2 separate regions of the Mus musculus genome follow, and region 2 is linked to region 1. The links are chromatin contacts, called in public HiChIP or PLAC-seq maps. All regions are on one chromosome and are shown on one strand. The core of a region is the stretch at or near the end of the contact, and the rest is flanking DNA. Distances in the headings are between cores, read along the strand shown. Region 1 holds the start of Slfn5 (schlafen 5). Region 2 has its middle 10 kb from the start of Gm20234.

Region 1 (6,862 bases), core at 2,889-5,388:
TTTATTTTTGTTGTTGTTGTTTGTTTTTTTTTTTTTTTTTTTGAGACAGGGTTTCTCTGTGTAGCCCTGGCTGTCCTGGAACTCGCTCTGTAGACCAGGCTGGCCTGGAACTCAGAGATCTGCCTTCCTCTGCCTCCTGAGTGCTGGGATGAAAGAAGTGTACCACCGCCTGGCGATGAACTTCTCTTTTAAAGTGTGTATTTCACTGCTGAGTGATTTCCTCCTGCTTGATAGGTTACAAGAAGAACCACCTTAGTTATAAATGTTCACTATCGATACTTTTTTTGAGATCTTATTCATTTTTCTTTTATGCATATGGGTGTTTGCCTGTGCCTGGATCTGTGAACCATGCACCCGCAGAACCCTTTGAGGTCAGAAAGGGCATCAGATCTCTTACAACTGGAGCTACAGAGAGTGGTGAACCATCATGTGGGTGCTGGGAATCGAAACCAGATCCTTTGAAAGAGCAGGGAACGCTCTTAACTCCTAGCCTTCTCTTCAGCCTCCCAAGCAATTGTTCTTAAAATTGAGCGTCAACATCTCATGAACTGCCAACAAGTTTCCGCTTTCCACTTGAATACTAAGATAGCCCCAGAGCCTAGGAAGCTTAGACTTCCAGAACATTCCAAGAAAGCAGGGTCTGATAGCATCCTTGTGAACATCACAGGCAGTCAGGACGACCTCTTTTATTTTATTTTAATTTATTTATCTACATTCCTTCTTTTTAGCCAAAATTTTGTTTTCAATACATCCTGACCCCAGTTTCTCTGCCCTCCATTCCTTGCAGTGTTGCCCCCCACCACCCTCCTCTCCTTTAGATCCACTCCTCCTCTGTTTCCCTTCAGAAAAGAGCAAGCCTCCCAGGGTTAGCCCCTGAACATGGCATAACAAGTTACAATAAAACTAGGCACAAACCCTCCTATCAAGGCTAGGTGAGACAACCCAGGAGGAGGAAAAGGGTCCTGAGATCTGAGAGTGTCAAGAGATGTACACCCCCCCCCCCCACACACACACATACACACCTCAATCACACTGTGAGGAGTTCCACAAAAGCACCAGGTTAATCAGCCACAGCAAGTACTCAGAAGACCTCGCAAGGACAGATACAGGTTCTGTGATTGCTGCTTCAGTCTCTGTGAGCCCGGGTGAACCCGGCTTAGTTGATGTCTGTAGGCCATGTTCTCCTGGTGTCCTCAACCCCTCAGGCTCCTACAGTTTTTCCTCCCCCCTTTTCCGTGGGGCTCCCAGAGTTCCAAGGAAAGAGATCCGATGGAGATATCTCTCTGTCTAATCTTTTGGCTCCGATGACCATATCTTTATTTTAAGGTCAGTTGATTCATAGCCTCTGGTTCATCTGTTGTCTTAATTCTCCGCCAGGAAACATCACATGCTTTCCTGTTTGCTGGAGTAGGAAATGGCCGTCTTTGGAAAGAAAGTCACTTCTCTACGTGGTAACATTCATTCTCAGTAGGTGAAAAGTTGTCTGCTGGAGATTTGGAGGGTAAAGCCCAAACCTGGCAACCCCCAATAAACTGACTCAGCCACCCATCCTAAATACAACAATTAGAGAAATAAGTAGTAGTGACAAGCAGAGAAAGAGTTATTCAGTGTGGGAGGCCACACATCGGGGAGAGGATCAAACAAGGAGGCCCAGTGACCCACAAGTCCTTCTAGGCACTGATGTCAAGCTTAGAGTTAAACAGAAGCTGAGGGTGTGCAGAATTCAGTACTCCTGGTCAAGGTGTAGTCTTGCTAGTAAGTTGACCCATTGCTGTCTGGGTTCTGTCTGTCCTGCAAGTTGTCTGAGCTGTGGGAAAGCACTTCCAGAGAGTCAGTTCCTTCTCTAGCTGCCACCTCTCCTTTTCCCAGTGTGAGATTCCCCCAAGTAGTTTCCAAGCCCACTGTCTCAACTGACAATCCAAAGGGAGGGCACTCTCTAGAGAATTTTTTAAAACTACTTTTTAAAAAAAAATTATTATTATATGTAAGTACACTGTAGCTGACAGACCAGAAGAGGGTGTCATATCTCACTACGGATGGTTGTGAGCCACCATGTGGTTGCTGGTATTTGAACTCAGGACCTTTGGAAGAGCAGTCAGTGCTCTTACCCGCTGAGCCATCTCACCAGCCCCTCTAGAGAATTTTTGTTTCTGCTAAGGTGATTGCAATCTGAGGGAAAAGTGCAGAAAGAAAATTCCAAGCCTCTTCTGTTTTTCTGTTCCCCCAACAGAAAATTGAGACTTGGTTGAAGGACTAAGCTTCCTGAGAAGAGCCCTATCTACTGGGACAGGAAAAGAGTCAGGGCACTCTCGGACCTCAGTGTAGGTGCTCTGCAGGATAGGCTCTTCCTACATTAACTGTGCTATGTATTGTTCATTTAAACAGATGTTGATAAAACATCAATTTCCTCTCGAGACCGAGCTCGTTTTATTCCACTTTATCAAATGGCAAACATTGTAAGGAGCGTTGTAAGCATGTCTATGAAGAGTTTACTTTTAACTCGCTGTCAGGAATGGTTAAAGAGGCCTAGAGAGGTAGCTCAAATCTGAGTTTCATCTCTACAAACCGGGTGTTTGTAATCCCAGTGCCTGGAAGGCACAGAGGAAGCACTGGGTGCTTGCTGGCCCACCATCTTGGCCTATTTGGTGAGTTCAATGAAAGAGCCTGTCTCAAAACGAGGCAGAAGGTGTTTACAGAAGGGCAGATGAACTGTCTGTCCTCTGGCCTTCTTGTATAAACATGCATGTGCATGTATAGCTGTACATGTGTGTGTACCTGCACACACATGGACACATATGGAGAGTGAGAAATGTATCTTTGCTTAAAGGGGAATATTATATACCAGTTATCTGGATTTCAAAGAAGAAATGTAAAAAGGCTGACCAGGCTTTATGCTTCTGGCTGCTATGAAAGGGTGTGGTCGCCAGGTCCCAGTCCCCGTGCCTTCTCCACCCCCTCCCCCCATGAGTCACAAGGCTACAGAATCCAACATGAATCTCTCTGTGACACCCTTGGGCTTTTCTGGACTTACTGACTGCAGCCTCCAACTGTGTTGACTGCAGGAGAAGGGAAAGTGCTGGCAGCTGAGTCTCTAACTAATAGAGAGATTATTAATGGCTTTAAATCTCTTTAACAGCACCCCTCCCCCTTTCCGCTTCCTTTAGCTTGCTTCTTTAGTCTGTTGGGGAGGAGGGAACCTGATTTGTTCCCCCAGCTCCAGGGGTTCTGGGGGTATCCATGCCTGAGTTGTAAAGAGTTAAGAGAAATATGTACTCGCCAGAACATTAAGAAGCGCAAAGAAGGGCAGGAGAGGACAGTTGGCTCCAGGACTGGAGGAATGCTTAGGGTCGGGAAATCTAGGCTGGAGTTAGCCCCCTGGGAGCTCAGTCCTTTTCCGCCTCCACCCTCACTCCCAGTTGCAGCATATCCTGCTCTGGATCCTTTCGAACTACCCTGTCCCCCCCTTCAGCCCCCAAGCAGCAACTTGTTCTGCAGGAAACCGCGCCTGGAGGGTAAAGGTAGAGGAAAGCAGGGCGGGGGTGGGACGCGGGGGATATCAACAATCTGGAACGTTTGGGGAAGTGGAGATAAAGGAGGGCCAAAAAATGGGAATGGGTGGGTAGGGGAGTCGGGGGTGGGGGACTTTTGGGATAGCATTGGAAATGTAATTGAAGAAAATACGTAATAAAAAAAAAAAAAAGGAGGGCTTTAATTTTCTGCCTCTTGTTTTTCCAGGTGCCTCCACCGACCCATCATCCTGAAGATCGCTGTCCTTGGTAAGCTGAAGATCTTGCTGTGAGGATTCCAGCAGAAACCAGGGAAACTGAGGGACTTTCAGGCACCGAGGAGAGGGACCCTGGAGCAGTGGAGTCTGAAGGGTCCCGTGAAGGGTCAAGTAGGGTCGGGGAGGTTTGGGGGACATGGGATTGTGCCAGGTTTCCTTCCCTGAGTGGCCGTAAGAACTATTAACGCCCCTTCAAAGTGAAAAAGAAAAAAAAAAAAGCTCTTCTCTTTCTTAAAGTTAACTGAGGTTACTGGAAGCACTGGGGTTTCCTGGTCCATGGAACAGGACTGCTTTCTGCAGATTGCCCCGCCCCATGCGATGTCACTGCGCTCAGCTGATTTAAGGACAAGAGCACACAGGGTAGAGGTCTCCACTCTGGACCCAGGACATCAGCTCTGATTCCAGGAGACGGGGCGCCCTGCGGGCTGCGGAGGACAGACTCCGGCGGGTAACGGGTTCCTCTTAGTCTTTTGCACAAGTTTTTTTATCAGATCCAGGGTCATCAGGTTCCCCCGCGAGGTTGTGGGGAGGCAGGGTGCCGCGCCTGAATTCCAGAGTTCGCTTCCTATAACCTGTGGTAACATCCATGGATAGCCGGCTGGGAAGCATCTGGGGCCCATAGGCTTAGGCGGCAGAGGGCCGGAGGTGTTGAAGGCTTGGGAAGGGAAGTCCCGGGGAAGGTGGCCGAGTGAGGAGAGGGACCTATCTCGGGGAGGAGACGAGAAGTGTCCGGTCTATCACCAGAGTCACCTTTAAACCTCTGGCTTGGTGCCTACAGAGCCCAGTGTCTGTGATAACTGATAACGCGGTTAACAACAATTCAGTGGGCAGACCAAAGAAGCAGGTCTGCAAAGCATGATTCTGTGACTTTGTTTCCCTTTAAACAGGGTGGTTCTGAAAGCAGAAGTGGCAGGGGAAGTGATCAGAGAGATGAAAGCACTTGGTAGTAGCTCCTCAGGTCCTAGGGTTGGGGTGAGGTGGTTGCTCGTGGTTCAGAGGCAAGGCCCTAAGAGGAAGTGGGTGTACTGTCTGAAGTTCTCCAAAGCTGGGTTTGTCGTGCCTGGGAAATAGAAACTGATCCCTAATGTGTGTGTGTGTGTGTGTGTGTGTGTGTGTGTGTGTGTGTGTGTGTGTGTGTGGTGGGGAAGTGGGAGAGGGGAATAGGCAGGAACTGAGGGTTTCTGTGTCTGAACCTATGGCAGAGCAGTGACTTAGTGCCACAGCACGCTGAACCGGATGGAAGGGTTTAAATGCCAGAAGACATTTAAACTTTAAATGCCTCTATCTTTGTGAAAGTGAAAGAAGAGACTGACATGGCTGTGGATTTTCCAGATGGGATAGGAGTTCTGCCAATCAGAAAGCAGAACTCCATTTCTGAATTATTGACATAGCAGGAGGACTTTCAGGAGTCGCTGCTGGACCCAAAAGGCAGTCTCTACATTCTAATGTCTTTGTTGGTGAAAATATGAAACAAAACGAAAAACTACTCTCAAACTTCTCGAGGGTATTACTTCCTGCTCTTATGTAACTGCAAGGGAGGAGAGGAGGTGTCTTTTAAATTGTGCACAGTTTGTAAAGCCCACTGTTCTCCTCAGCACACAGTAGGTTTTCACTGAGAGGGCACTTGGTGGATCTAAGAAGTCTAGACTTATAACAAGCAAGGGAGAAGGAAAACAAAGATTAGAGGCATCTAAAAGTCTTAAAATGCCAGGTGAGACCCACACCCGTTAGTCCCAGCACTGGAAAGACAGTCGCAGGTGGATCTCCAGAAGTTCAAGACCAACCTGGTCTACATAGTGAGTTCTAGGTCACCCAGGGCTGCACAGTAAGACTTTTTCTTTAAAAAAGTCTCAAAGTGCAGACTTAGAGCCATTGGTTTTATCATAGATTTTGTTTCTACAGAAAAACAAAAACAAAAACAAACAAACAAACAAAAAAAACAACCAGCAGATGGTGGTTTCCGGCGGTGTTGGGGTGAAAACTCAGGGTCTCCTACTTGCAAGGAATGTTCTTTGGTTGGTGGTTGAGACTCTGAGAATCCCCAAGGGTCCAGATTAGTTGACTCTGTTGGCTTTTCTATAGAGTTCCTATTCCCTTAGGGGCTTCAATCCAAGAAGGGAAATTCTTATAGCCCACTGTGTTGAGTTTTTCTTTTCTATTTTTAAAAAAGCTCTATTTGTTTGGGGCTAGAGAAGTGGCAATTACGAGCACTGCTTATGATTGCAGAAGACCTGAGTTGATTCCTAGCTCTCCCAAGGCAGCTCACAGCCATCAGTAACTTCAGCTTTAGGGAATCTAACTCCCTCTCTGGCCTGCACAGACACCAGGCACACACATGCATACATGTGGACAGAATACCCAGATACATAGAGTAAAAATAAATGAAGTTTTAAAAGGATGTTATTATTTTCTTTTATGTGTCTTGGTGTTTAGTGTGCATGTATGTCTGTTGACTGTATGCATGCTGTGCCCTTGGAAGCCAGAAGAGGGTTTCAGATTCCAAGTTACAGACAGCTGTTATCCACCATGTGGGACTGGGATTTGAACTCAGGTCCTGTGGAAGAACAGCCAGTGTTCTTTCACTGAGCCATCTCTCCATCCCTTTCTTTCCTATATTATGCATTTAATGCCATGTATATGAAGTGTCTGCCTAACCCAAGGGAAAATGTTGAGAAAGAGACAGAGAGAATATGAATCTGACCACACACTCTGTAGCAACCAAGTCATAACCCCTGATTATTTAAAACTTGATTGGCTAATAACTGGCAGCTTCCCTGATTTCGCCTCTATTTCCTACTCAGGAAGCCAAATATGTTCTCTAAATTAATCACAGCCAAGCTTAGCAGACTTTTCAACTCTCCTTCCTGTGAGATCCAGCCAATGAACGTGATGGTGGTGGACTCTCTAGTTATAGTTAGCTCAGAACCAGTATCATGCTCTCAAGTGAGTGCTCTTAATAATACCCACAGTTTCCTGGAGGTTCCAGCAAGACACCATCTCACCACTTGCCGCTCTAGAGCTCAACCTTTGGCCAGGTGAGTACCCATCACGCCTCTTGTGCTTTGCAGATGGGGGCTT
Region 2 (6,862 bases), core at 2,675-5,174, 130 kb after region 1:
CGATCAAGATCCCTTCTAACTAAATTATGACACAGGGCAGGAGAGTTAATATATCCTTGAGGCAAAACTGTGAAAGTATACTGTTGGCCTTGCCAACTGAAAGCAAATTGCTTCTGGTGGTCCTTATGGACAGGTACTGAGAAGAAGGCATTTGCCAGATCAATAGCCGCATACCAGGTGCCAGGAGATGTGTTAATTTGCTCAAGTAACGAAACTACATCTGGTACAACAGCTGCAATTGGAGTTACTACCTGATTTAGTTTTCGATAATCAACTGTCATTCTCCATGATCCATCTGTTTTCTGCACTGGCCAAATAGGAGAGTTAAACGGAGATGTAGTGGAAACCACCACCCCTGCATCTTTCAAGTCCTTGATAGTGGCAGTAATTTCTGCAATGCCTCCAGGAATACGATACTGTTTTTGATTCACTATTTTCTTTGGCAGAGGCAACTCTAAAGGCTTCCATTTGGCCTTTCCAACCATAATAGCCCTCACTCTACAGTTCAGGGAACCAATATGAGAATTCTGCCAATTTCTGAGTATATCTATCCCAATTATACATTCTGGAACTGGGGAAATCACCACAGGATGTGTCCGGGGACCTACTGGACCTACTGTGAGTCGGACATCAGTCAAAACTCCATTAATCACCTGCCCTCCATAAGCCCCTACTTTAACTGGAGGGCCACAATGTTTCTTGGGATCCCCTGGGATCAGTGTCAACTCAGAACCAGTATCCAGCAGACCCCGAAAAGTCTGATTATTTCCTTTTCCCCAGTGTACAGTTACCCTTGTAAAAGGCCGTAGGTCCCTCTGGGGAAGAACTGGAGAAAGGGTAACAGCAAAACCTTTGAGTGTCTTATCAAGATCCTTCCTCAGCGGAACCTGGCCACCCCTTCATTCAAGGGGTTCTGGATCTGCAAACTGTCTCAAGTCTGGAAATTGATTCACTGGCCGAGATTGCTGTTTACCACGATCTAATGTAGCCTTTCTTTCATTTGTTTGAGAATTTTTCTGCTTATACAGATCAAACAAATATGCAGTAGGCTTCCTATGTATTTCATTCCTGGAAACACCATGATTGGTTAGCCAGTACCAAAGGTCCAACCAAGTCATGCCATTATAAATTTCACCTCTCCTGTGCTGACCATTACTGGGTATGTTATTATAAACATTCTTTTGTCTACGCTGTCCATTATAAAAACTAGAATCACCTTGTCTCCGGCGATTCAATGCTGCCACCTGGCCCTTGTTACCTCGGAATCCAACTAAACCCAGTGAATTTAATTCATCTAATTGAGCAGAAGCATCTCCAATGCTAAGATCTGGCACAAGGAAAAGGGAAAGAACAAAACCCTTCAAATGTGCTGGTGCCCCTCTCACCAATTTGCGTCTTATAGAGCTAGTGAAAGGCATATCTTCTGGACCTTCCCATTGTGGGCAATTATGCTTTACACAATATATCCACTCTAGCATTGCAATTTCCCTAAGTCTTAAAATCCCTTCATCAACACTAAGCCATGGAATATCAGGCATCTCCAAGTCATTTCCAGTAGGCCATCTTTTGATAAACACCTCAGCCAACCATTCAAACAAACTTTTGATACCTTTTTTAACTATGCGAGCTTCCGTATTAAACCTAGAATCTCTACTCAGAGGACCCATGTCAATAAACTCAGCCTGCTCTAGTCTTATGTTCCTTCCACCCTTATCCCACACCCTTAAAATCCATTCCCACACATATTCACCAGGTTTCTGCTTGAATGAATTAGCAAACTCATTAAGCTCCTTAGTAGTGTAGCGAATTTCCTCATGGACTACACTTTCTACCTCCCCTCTAGGAGCCTGTTTTGCTTTGAGTCTGGTTACAGGTCTAGAAGAAACTATTGGTGGGCCTTGAGAAACATCAGTAGTGAAAGTCATTGCTGGTTTATCAGACTCTGCAAAATTAATTTCCTCATGTGGCGAAGGCATTATTTCAAGGGGTGGGGCTGAGGGTACTACTTCCTCATGTGGGGCAAACCCTTGAGAATCTGAAGATTCAAAATTCTCAGCTTCAACATGGTCTTCCCACACATCCCCGTCCCATGTTGTAGGATCCCATTCTTTGCCAATTAGAGCCCTTACTTTAACTGTTGACACACTCTGAGGCTGAGACTTGAATTTTCGCTGTAGTTCAGCCAACCTTACAATGAGAGTTTCTGTTTGATTTTCTGCAACTTGAGCTCTATTGCTACAAGAGAGAAGATTCTCCTCAAGGACACACTTAGCAACTTTTAGATCGTTTACTTGTGTCTGGAGCCTTTCGATTTTATCACACAGCTCCTTCCTTTCATTCATCATTTTTTCCACAGATACTAAGAGCAGCCAGCCAGTAAAATCATTTTCCGATTTTTTCCCCATCTTGTAGAAAGCTTTGTGCACTGAATCACCTAATTCATTAAGAAAATCAAGGGCATTAGCTTCTTTAAGTTTGGAATATAGTTTCAACCATGGGTCTTCAAAATTCTCTGAGCTCCCAGGAGGGAGAGAATCTGGAGAGGTTTCAATGGTTGAAAGTGCTGGTGGATCAACAAGCCAATTCCAGTATTTTAAAAGATTCATCCTTGTACTTCTGTTACTCTAGAACTACTCCTGGTAACAACTTCTGTATTAGTCAGGGTTCTCTAGAGTCACAGAACTTATGGATAGTCTCTAGATAGTAAAGGAATTTATTGATGACTTACAGTCGGCAGCCCAATTCCCAACAATGGTTCAGTCGCAGCTGTGAATGGAAGTCCAAGGATCTAGCAGTTACTCAGTCTCACGCAGCAAGCAGGCGAAGGAGCAAGAGCTCGAGCTAGACTCCCTTCTTCCAATGTCCTTATATTGTCTCCAGCAGAAGGTGGAGCCCAGATTAAAGGTGTGTTCCACCACACCTTTAATCCCAGATGAAAGGCGTAGCCCAGATTAAAGGTGTGTTCCTTAAACTCGGAGATTCAATCTTCTGGAATCCATAGCCACTATGGCTCAAGATCTTCAAACCAAGATCCAGATAAGGATCTCCAAGCCTCCAGATAAGGGTCACTGGTGAGCCTTCCAATTCCGGATTGTAGTTCATTCCAAATATTGTCAAGTTGACAACCAGGAATAGCCACTACAGCCATCATTGGGAGGAGAGGCCCTTGGTCTTGCGAAAATCATATGCCCCAGTACAGGGTAATGCCAGGGCCAGGAGGCAGGAGTAGGTGAGTAGGCTGGGGGGGGGAGGGTATAGGGGATTTGGGGGATAACATTTAAAATGTAAATGAATAAAATATCTAAGAAAAAAGAAAAGAAAAAGAAACTCTTAAGTGTGACACCTGCTCTATGTAATGTCTGTGTGAATAAAATTTTACTGCAGCCCACTGGCTGTGTTCTAGGTAGCGAGGGTGAGGAGGGTGGTATTGACAGGGTGGGCAAGGTCACTGATTTGTGGGTGTAGGTCAGACTAACTGGACTGGGGGGGAATGGGGAAACACTAATGGGCACTTATGATTAAATGGAACAACCTACAACAGGACACAACTATGGAAAGGACACAGTGAAACCCATCATCCTTTATGCTAAAGGTAAGCAAAACCTAAACATGGTAGCACAGGCCTGGAATCTCAGACCTGGGGAGGAGGAGGCAAGAGGTTCAAGCACTTAAGACACTTTGTGTACACAGGAATTTACTTGATAAAACTCTGCTTTAAAAAACAAAGGTGAGACAAAGAAAGGAAAAATATAAAAGCAACAGTTGAGCAAATATTGAAAAAAGAACTGCAAGATTGCTTTTTTCCCCAGTGTACTTAGATCCTTCTGAGAAATGGTCTCAAGTCAGCACTTACATTCTTCTCCTTTAGTGTTCTAAGAAGGAGGAAATAACTGTGGGTGTTATTCTCCCCCTTTAAGGTTGGAAGGGCCTCACAGAGTTCTGCTTTCCTTTTCTGCGAAATCGAAACCTAACAAGGGTGAGGCCTCAGGAAGGAAGTCAAACCTGGCCCTTTGCCTGGGCTTGCTTCACTGCTCTGGGTTCCAATGACTCTGTCTTCATCCTGAGGGTTTCCACCCAGCTCGGTCCAGCTCAGGACTCCTGAACAGGTTTCTGGATGTTTTCCTGATCAGGGTTTCAGCACCTTTCTCTGTTTTCAGAAGAGCAGAATCTATGGGACTTTTTAGTTCCCCAGGTAAATCCAGATTATTTGGAGAGATTACAGCATACACTGTCAATAGGAAGGAGGGTCAGGAAAGAGATGCAGGAACTGACAGGTGAACACCTGCGCTCTGTGGCTCTGAGGCCCCCCAGCTACACCTGTGCTCGCATGAACCTGAGGCAGGCACATTGGCTCCATCTTTTCACTAATTGTGGAAGAGAAGATCAGTTCTGATAGGTGGGAGTGCTTAGCTCTCCCCCTACCCCCACCCCAACACATCTTTGCTTCCTCTAGTGTCCACCGGGCAGGTTGCTGTGACTTTTCTTAGGACAATGTGAGTAAACTCACTTCCATTCCAGAGAGGCTCTGAACACAATCCAAGGAATTAACTGCACCCCAGCCTAGCTTGGTGAATTGAAGACATTACTGGGGTTACTTCCAGGACTGTTGATCACACCAAGGCAATATATTACCAATAGTGAAGGGTACTGTGGGTAATGGTTCAGCTGTATCCTGGAGGCTGCCTACTCACCTTGCAGGGCGTGTCCCCCAGAGAATCTCCTTCTCCCTTTGCCAAAAAACCTTAGTGTCTGTAGTTTTGAATCAGTGAGGAGTCGTTATCTTTTGGAGAGTCATGATAGCTGATTATCTTGGGGGTTGTTTGTAAATTTCTTTTTTTTTTAAATTTTTTATTGATTCTTTGTGAGTTCCAAATCATGCAACCCAATCCTGCTCATCTCTCTGTCTTCTCATATTGAAAGGATGACATAAGGGCTGGTGAGGTGACTCAGCGGGTAAGAGCACTGACAGCTCTTCCCAAGGTCCTGAGTTCAAATCCCAGCAACCACATGGTGGCTCACAACTGCCCGTAATGAGATCTGATGTCCTCTTCTGGTGTATTTGAAGACAGCTACAGTGTACTTATTTATACTAATAAATAAATATTTTTAAGAGAGAGAGAGAGAGAGGATAACATAAATCCCATTTGTCCCCATATTAGAACCAGTCCTTACTTCAAAAGAAAAGCCACCATTCCCAGGAACTAGGCCATAAGTCACCAGTTCCAGGAACAGACCATGCATTCCAGAAATAAGGTCATAAATCCCCCATGCTAAAGACCAGCCTAGAGATAACCACAAGGAAGGGAAAATAGTTTATCTTAGGATGTGCTGTCTGTGCTGGGCACCCTTATCTCATCCTGTGGTTAAGTGTTCATGACATAGGAATGCAGACCCCTTACCCCCTGGCACAAGCCAAATCAGAAGCTGACCTGTGTCACCTCAGTACTCACCAATGACATTTTAGATCACCTAACACTCTCTAAATATTGACCGGGTCAGTCAATGGAGTCTGCAAAAGAGAGTGTGGGGACATAGGAGCAAGAGACTCGAAGAATGGAGATAACACAGGCTATCTGCTCAAGTCTTGAGTCTCAAGTCTCGTTTATTGAAAGGCAACTATGGGTATATGTGCACTCGCTGGGGAGTACAGCTAGAGACACTTAACCACAGGTCCAGGATGTATAGGAGAAAAACAAGATGTTATCAGAGTGTGTTCAGCTGTGGTAGGCTTCTTGCGAAAACATCACGCTAGAAAAACAAGACTCGTCAGGGTGGAAAAGTTCCACCTGTAAGTAAACAGCCTGAGATGGCTGCAGAGATGATAGCCTCTTTCTGCTAGGAGTCGGCTCCCAACAGGTCCCCCTTTTTAATTTTTTCAAAAGGGAAGGTTGGGAAAACATACGGAAACCATTTCTGTCTTAGGTTGGAACAGACCCTAGCCTCCCCTTTCCCATCTCTGGACACTCAATATCCCTTTTTTGGTTGATCTCCTGTCTTAGGTTGGTGAGGCCTCCCAATTAGGGGCAGGGGTCCTCACCATTATCTATGACAGAGGTTTTAGAGTCCCCTACTTCCAGCCTGTGATAATGGACCTGTATGGGTTTCATTTGAATAGAATCTATCTGCTGTCTTACAAAAGCCATCAGTTTGTTGAACAGTATGGACCTGAGAGACAAGAGAGTAAGTAGTCTAGGTATCTTGGTTGTCCCCCACTACAGGAGTAATATCCCTGAATGGCCACAGAGTTTTCTAATTTTGTCCATGGCTATAGGAGAGGACCACCAAATGTGGTCTATGGATATGCAGTGTCAGCTAGTATGCTTTGCCAGGGCCTCCACATCTTCTCTTAGAGCTATTTTCTGCAGGGCACACATCAGAATGTTGACCCCAGTTTATACAGTCAAAGAGATGTACCCCCACTAAATCATAAGTCAGGACACCAAGAGTCTAATGAAGCCACCTTGGAGGTGCTGGTGATGATGTCTTTTTCAGTACTGAGGACTTCCTAAGTCAGGCTATAAGGCGTATGCTGGTTGACCTGTTCCAGTTTGAAGAGAATCTTCATGTTCTCTGCAAAGAAGAAACAGGGTTCTCAGGGGGTTTCTCCTCCCTGGATCTGTTATTATTGTCTATCTGTTTAATCAATCTTCCTGGAAGCCATCGTGTTACATCTGCTGTTTGGGAATATATGCAGACAGAACCTCTTCCCCAGCTAAGCACTGGGTCTGACCCATTCCAGGTTCTGGTTAATGGGTCTTTCCAGAGGATTGTTGCAAAATTCTTTTTGGTATCAGAATGCCAAAATCTATCTGCAGCAGATTTTATTTCTGTGGGATCCCTTGGTAAGGCACCATTCCCCCTT

Evidence for each region. HiChIP or PLAC-seq counts read pairs in DNA pulled down with a chosen protein or histone mark.
Region 2: a BATF HiChIP or PLAC-seq map of CD8 T cells shows a contact between it and region 1, with 5 read pairs. The contact joins the enhancer-like site here to the promoter of Slfn5 in region 1. A contact is called at or near these places in 5 of 115 datasets of contacts at active chromatin or transcription factors (CD8 T cells, the SCID.adh cell line, bone marrow-derived dendritic cells and 2 more) and 3 of 9 other capture datasets (adipose tissue, liver and pancreatic islet).

The regions. Positions count from the first base shown.
Region 1 is chr11:82,947,964-82,954,825 of GRCm38.p6, forward strand. Slfn5 (schlafen 5) reads left to right here and starts at 4,139. Exons shown (of 6, transcript NM_183201.4): 1 at 4,139-4,232; 2 at 6,754-6,819. All of the region lies in intron 1 of Slfn5os (schlafen 5, opposite strand), which reads right to left.
Region 2 is chr11:83,074,292-83,081,153 of GRCm38.p6, forward strand. No RefSeq gene overlaps it. Among named protein-coding and RNA genes, the nearest start is that of Gm20234, 10 kb to the left of the region's middle. Within about 2 kb of position 3,925, at least 196 of the 459 cell types and tissues checked have an H3K27ac peak or open chromatin away from gene starts, as enhancers often do. A contact at or near this core is called in CD8 T cells, the SCID.adh cell line, adipose tissue and 4 more, where this site is marked.